Linked DNA regions of Sus scrofa: region 2 is linked to region 1. A link is a contact called in public HiChIP or PLAC-seq data. All regions are on one chromosome and are shown on one strand. The core of a region is the stretch at or near the end of the contact, and the rest is flanking DNA. Distances in the headings are between cores, read along the strand shown.

Region 1 (3,024 bases), core at 193-2,692:
GAGAACTGAGTTGGATTGATAGGCTAAAATGAATGCATGAAATGCCAAGTGCACAGAGAACACATGAAGCGCCCAGCTTGTAGGAAGCAGCATGTTAGCTAGTCTGCTAGGTGGTATCTTAGGGTTTTGCCTCAAGCACTTAAAAGCTGGCCCTGTTCAACAGCAACTCCGGAGACCACCGAGGTTTGGGACCCAAGGAAGGTACCTGCAGCTCTGAGATGGAGAAAGGGATACTATGGAAAGGGGGGTGGGTACAGAGAGCCTCCCAGATTCACTAACCGCCCTAATTTAAGAAAAACGAAAACTAAAGTTAGGTGGCCAACTAGGAAAGCTGTCTAATGTCACATCTAGGGTAGCAGACAGGGTCAGAGTCAGAGGCCGGATCTTCCTACGTCTGAAGCAGGGTGCCCATCTGCCCTACCCATTCTTCTGGCTGAAGAGTTGCACCTGCAACAACCAGCGGAGCCCCGCACATTCAGTAGACACTAAAGATGACTTTACTTAACGAACAAGTGAATGAATGAATTCAAGTACGAGCAAAAGGGTCTGTTTCCATTTGGTAGCAGCTGGCAGGGAGGGAGGCATAGCTGAGATCCGGGGTTCCGCTCAACATAAGGTCCCCATGCTGCCTCTGCCGGTCCTAGTGAGCACCCGGCTTTACACTCGAATTTTCCAGTGCAGCCAGAAGTTCCAAGCCCGGCCGTCGACCGCGTTATGCACGCTCAATCCGCAGTCGTTTCACCCGGGTCGTGACTCCGGGGGGGGGGGGGGGGTCCAAAAACCAGCTTGCCAACGCGGGTTCGCGGGTTCCGAAGCACCCTGGGACTTGTAGTCCCCAGCCGGCCCGATCAGAGCCTTTCCTCCAGTGCCACACAGCCCTCGCCCAGGAGCCCTACTCGGAGCCCGGGCCCACCAAGGCCGCGGCGGGCCGGGGTCACCCACAGACAGGGGTCGGGGCGAGGACCGAGTCATTAGGCAGAGGAAAGTCCTGCGGGACCGGCCTTTGCCGGGCGGCGCCAGCTACCAACCAGATGGCAACGGATGGAGACGGATGCGCGAGACGCCACTCACCATCATCTTGTAAGCTTATCCAGTGGCCCGCTACTCCTCTTCCCTGCTTCGCGCCCGGGCCGCCCAGCAACCCCACAATCCTCCGCGCCAAAGAAGTCCCCAGAACCTTCGCCAAGCAGTTGGACCGGGAGAGGAAGGGGATGGGCCACTTCCGCCACTCTATGGTTCGCTACCACAGAGTCGGCGTGGCTAGAAGGTCCAGAGGCTGGTCCTCTGCCGGAGCTGTTACAGGAAGTGTTGGTAATGCAAGGGTCGCGGGCTTTCGAAAGTGTCATTCTTTTTGAGTATGTAGGGTCCTTGCTCGGCCCCCGTCACCCACTAACTCTAATTCTATTCCCCTTCTCCCTCTGGAGCCAGGCCAAGGAATGAAATAAAGGCAAACATTTATTGAACGCTGACTGAGGGACAGTTTTTGCCAAGTAAACATTTGATGTGAGTGATCTCATTTAATCCTCACAAACCTATTGGTATTGTTGTCATGCCCACTTTACAGATGAGGGAACTGAGGCCGAGAGGTTAGGAAGGGTGTCCAGAGTCACAGCTGCATAGTAAATGGTAGAGAAACAGGAGCGGACACCTAGCCCCTATGCTCGCATTCTGGCTCGGCACTGGTCAGAGCTTCCTCGAGGGTCGTGTACATCCGGCCACGTCGCCAGGGCACGCAAGCGCTGGTGGAACTAGGCAATAAGATCAGAGTAGGGGTCACCGGAGACCACTTGAGAGCTACAGGAATGCCATTCCAAGGAGGGGATGGGAAGGAGGAAGGCACAGCTGGAAGAAGGTATACCCTCATCTTGCAAAGCGACCGTGAGGAGTATTGGCCGAGACTTTCAGCGGTTGAAGCCAGTCCTGCGATCGGCCACCTCCAGTTCTGCCGACCCACCCACCAGCCAGCAAGGTGCTGCCGAATCGAATCCAAACTGAGACAGGCTGGGGCGGGGGCCGGCAGTTGCAGTTAAGAGTTTGGACCAATCAGTCCTCGGCCCCACTTCTCTCGACCAATAGGAAGTGGGCTAAGGCGCAGGGGCGGAAAATGTGGCTACATGAGCAGGCGTCAGAGCCAATCAGCCGTGGGCCTCGTTCCAGTCCGCCAACCAGCAGCCAGAGCGGGTCTGGGGGCGGGAGGCCAGAGCAGCTGTCAGGCCAAAGTCCAGCGAGCTACGCGCGGAGGGGCGGCTGGAGGAAGCGGGGCGCCGGGCCGGGCCCTGGAGATGGTCCCCGGCGCCGCGGGCTGGTGTTGTCTCATGCTCTGGCTCCCCGCGTGCGTCGCGGCCCATGGTGAGCGGCAACGGGCGGGGCTGCGCATCGGGGCGGGGCTGGGAGTCCACATGAGCGCGTCTCGGGCCGGGGGCCACGGGTCACCTTGGGGACCCCGCGAGTTCTGGGCAGGGTAGGTTCAGAAAGAGGCGCCACGATTTGGTGGGTACTCGTCCTCAGGGACACGAATTGGGCGCGGCTGGAGGCTGGGCTTTGAGTTCTGAGCTTCCCACGTCGAAGCAAGACTCCCCCTACCCCCACTAGCGCCGAATTAGGTGGCTGAGGGGGCGAGGAACAAGGACAAGCTGGAAATATGTGAGCACTCATATACATAAACGGGACCACACATTGCTACACTTTGGCTCACACACAAGCACATAGGTACATATCCTACCTGTTTGCATCTATACGGGAACATGAACATATAGCCACTACATCCATGAGCACATATGTATACCTACACTTAATTTACACGGATCGCAGATGCAAAGGCCAGGCAAAGATGTGTATGGGAAGGCGGGGGAGTTCTGTGATCATCCAGGAGGGCCTCCTGGGAGTGTGTCAGTTTCTGATGGCAAGTCTCCATTCCCACGATAAAAGGCTATATATGTAGTCCAGTGCCAAGCTAGTGGAGTTCTACCTCATGGCTGGGCTTTGGAGAGTAGAAGGATAGCTAAAGCCACCATTGGTCCCAAC
Region 2 (3,024 bases), core at 345-2,844, 150 kb after region 1:
CAGGGAGCAGGCACAGTTCTGCTTTGCTTTTGTCTTCCTAGGTGTACCTCCTGTTTATAAAGAGCTTGTTCTTCATGTTTTGAGCACTTTATGAAGAATAAAAAATTAACATACTGCAGGTGGCTCTGTTGTGTTACTCTTTGGATAAGTATATGAAAGGCTTCCTGGGAGAGAAGGAAGCTTAAATCCAGATGATGGGGTTCTTAGATGACATCGCCCCTGTCCTAACCTCAGAGGCAGCAGCACAGTGTTGGCCAGTGGGCTGGACGCAGTCTTTCTCATTTCCAGGATACCCACACATATTGAGTAATGTGGGGAATGCAGAGGGTTTATAAAAGGCTTGATTCCTACTCTCAAGCTTCTTAGTCTAGTAGGGAAAGATGCGATACAAATCCAAGATACAAATGGTTCTTCCTCGCCCAGCTAGAATCTCTCTCAGCTAGTAAGTTCCATTCCTTGTGATTTAACCTGGATGAAGAATTCACTGCTACAAATCATGCAGTGTCCAGAAGGCACGAGCCAAACTTGCACTTCACCATAAGCCTAAGGAGCCTGGGGGTGGAGGGTGGGGAGAGGTTCCCTGAGGTCAAAACCAGACGTTCCTGCTGCCCTTTGGGGCAAAACAGGCAGCTCGCCCTCTATCCTCCCTGAGTCTGGCTCACTGACCAGATAATTCAGCTGGGAATCTGCTACTCTATTCTGCATGAGTGTGTGCACTATCCACACTGGTGCCTTGCTCTACTGTCTGCCTGCTCCCCTTACCTAAAGTCCTTGGTACTGGTGCTTGTTAAGCACTTCTGAACCTCACCGCCCACTCCCAGTTCTCTTGCTGCCCAGGAATTAGGCCCAGGAGAGATATGTGGTTGGCCAGAGGAAAGTAGAGGTTGCCAGGGCTAAGCCCCTGCTGTTTAACTCATAAAGCAGCAAATATTTGAGCCCCTTCTGTGAGCCCACTCCTGCCAGCACTAAGGACTTAATCAAAAAGTCACAACTTCTGCCCTGTGGCTCTCACAGTAGGAAAGGCAGATACTCAAAACCATAAATATAAATGCAAGGGCTGTAAAAGGAAAGTGCTGGCTACTCTAGGAGCACATAGTGGATTTTGCGGAAGCAGGGTGAGGATCGGAAAATGCAATGTTTAGGCTGAAGTCAGGCGAAGATAAAAAGTTAAGTTCCTCTGGGCAGGGAATGTTCAAGGGGAAGTGGCGGCAAGCACCCAGCTTGCTCCAGGAACTGAGTATCACGGTGGCTGGAGAGCATCGAGGGGCAGGGTAGCGACGGTAGAATCCGCATGAAGATTCCGCAGTGCAATTCTTTGTAGAAATCCTCCCAAGATAATCCTACTCCGTCTGGAGTCTTTGCCCATCTGGTCCAAGGGTCAGCTCCACTTCACTAGGACTCTTCTGGGCTGCAGCTCCAGGAGCGACACCCACTGCAGCAACTCAAACTTCTGGTCGCGTGGAAGCAGCGAGGGGTCTCCCGGTGGTCCCCTATCGAGACCTTAGAGTCGGGTACGCACACTCTTGCCGGACTGCCGAAGCCCGGAAAATCAGCTGCCTGAACCGAGACCTGGTCTAAGTCCTTGCAACTCTCCGCTGTCTGGGGGTGTCAAGTTCCATGACGAGAAAAACTACACTCCCCACAACCCCTTGCGCCTCCGGCTCGCTGCGGTTGCTTATGGCCAATCGGGAGAGGCAGCTGTGGCGGGGGCCGAGGAGGGACATTTTAAAAGGGCCGGAGATTGCGGGCGTCAGTGGCCATGGCGGATACAGCGACTACAGCATCGGCAGCGGCGGCTAGTGCCGCTAACGCCTCGACCGATGCACCTCCTTTCCAGCTGGGCAAGCCCCGCTTCCAGCAGGTGAGGACCGGATTGTGGTTTGCGGGCCGGTGGGTGGCATAGGGAGGGCGAGCAAACTCTTCTCCAAAATCCTCTTTGGCCCCAGGGTCTCCAACCCGCGGCCACCCGGGAGCTTGCAGCTACTGCTTCAGGGGACCTTGGCCAGAGCTGCCTCTTTCTCATTGGTCAACGGGGTGGGCGAGGGCTCCCACCTTAGCTCTCTATTGGCCATCCGCGCCGTCACTCCCCAGCGGCCCGCACCCTCCAGCCTTTGCCTCCCGAGGCGCTCTGTGATTGGCCACTGCCCGCCGCGGCCCGGGATCAGAGCTCCAGGGTGCGAGCTTCTAATGCAGGGTCGCTTGGGCAGTGCTGCCGTGCACTTCAGGTGGAAAGTTGAGTCTGGCCCTGGATGAGAAGTTGGCATGGCCTAGATGCCTTCTAACTTTTTCCCCGGGTGGTGACTGACATTCTTTCTGAGCGCTCACGGAGCCTCTGGGCTGCATCGGGGCCCCGCGGCCCCGCTCCCAGCCCTCCACCCCAAGCTGGTTTCGCGGTGCGCGATGGGTTAGGGCCTCGAGCCTAGGGTGCCCGCCCCTCAGTGACCCCTGTCCCTTCTGGCGGGGGACACGCTGACGCAGATAGTCGGCCGGCTGGTGCCCTGCCGGAGATGGAGCGAGGACGTGGGGGAAGAGCCTGGGTACCGAGGAAACGCTGTGTCATCCCGGGGGAAGGCAGGTGGGAGGGTCCGTGTCCCCGGGAGCCCGTCCCAGCCCCCTTCCCCTCTGCGACCTCTACGGAGGGTCTCTCTCACCTGGGCCCTGTCGCCGTCGAGCGCTTGGCTCTGTCCGACTGGATATGATTCTTGGGGGCACGGTGACAGTGGTCTCTTTCCTTCGGGATCCCCGACACGGCGTCGCTAACTCGCCCTCGGCCCAGAAGACTGGGGTCGAGCCCGCAGATCAGATATACAGCCCGGGCTGGAGGCTGGGAGGGGCCGTTCTCACGCTGCAGACCCCGGTGACCTGCTGCCTCCAGCGCTAAGGAAATGAAGATTGTTAGGAAAAGGGGCAAAGAGACTCGATTATAGTGAACCAGGCTTGCCTCGTGGAGGTGGACAGATAGAAGTTTGCAGGAAGAAAAGGAAATTGCACAAAGGTCGGTGCGTGGTTGGTTGGTGGTTTTGA

The links. HiChIP or PLAC-seq counts read pairs in DNA pulled down with a chosen protein or histone mark.
Region 2: an H3K27ac HiChIP or PLAC-seq map of alveolar macrophages shows a contact between it and region 1. The contact joins the promoter of SFXN5 here to the promoter of PRADC1 in region 1. A contact is called at or near these places in 3 of 47 Hi-C or Micro-C datasets (alveolar macrophages, heart right ventricle and liver) and 2 of 2 datasets of contacts at active chromatin or transcription factors (alveolar macrophages and skeletal muscle).

What each region holds. Positions count from the first base shown.
Region 1 is chr3:69,545,396-69,548,419 of Sscrofa11.1, forward strand. It overlaps PRADC1 (protease-associated domain-containing protein 1), which reads left to right and starts at 1,443. Exons shown (of 5, transcript XM_003125011.4): 1 at 1,443-2,349. The coding sequence starts at 2,115.
Region 2 is chr3:69,699,427-69,702,450 of Sscrofa11.1, forward strand. It overlaps SFXN5 (sideroflexin-5), which reads left to right and starts at 1,595. Exons shown (of 14, transcript XM_003354772.5): 1 at 1,595-1,861. The coding sequence starts at 1,760. It overlaps LOC106509786 (a long non-coding RNA gene), which reads right to left. Exons shown (of 3, transcript XR_002342573.1): 2 at 2,652-2,877; 3 at 1-1,557. RAB11FIP5 (rab11 family-interacting protein 5) reads left to right here. Exons shown (of 6, transcript XM_021087380.1): 6 at 1-114.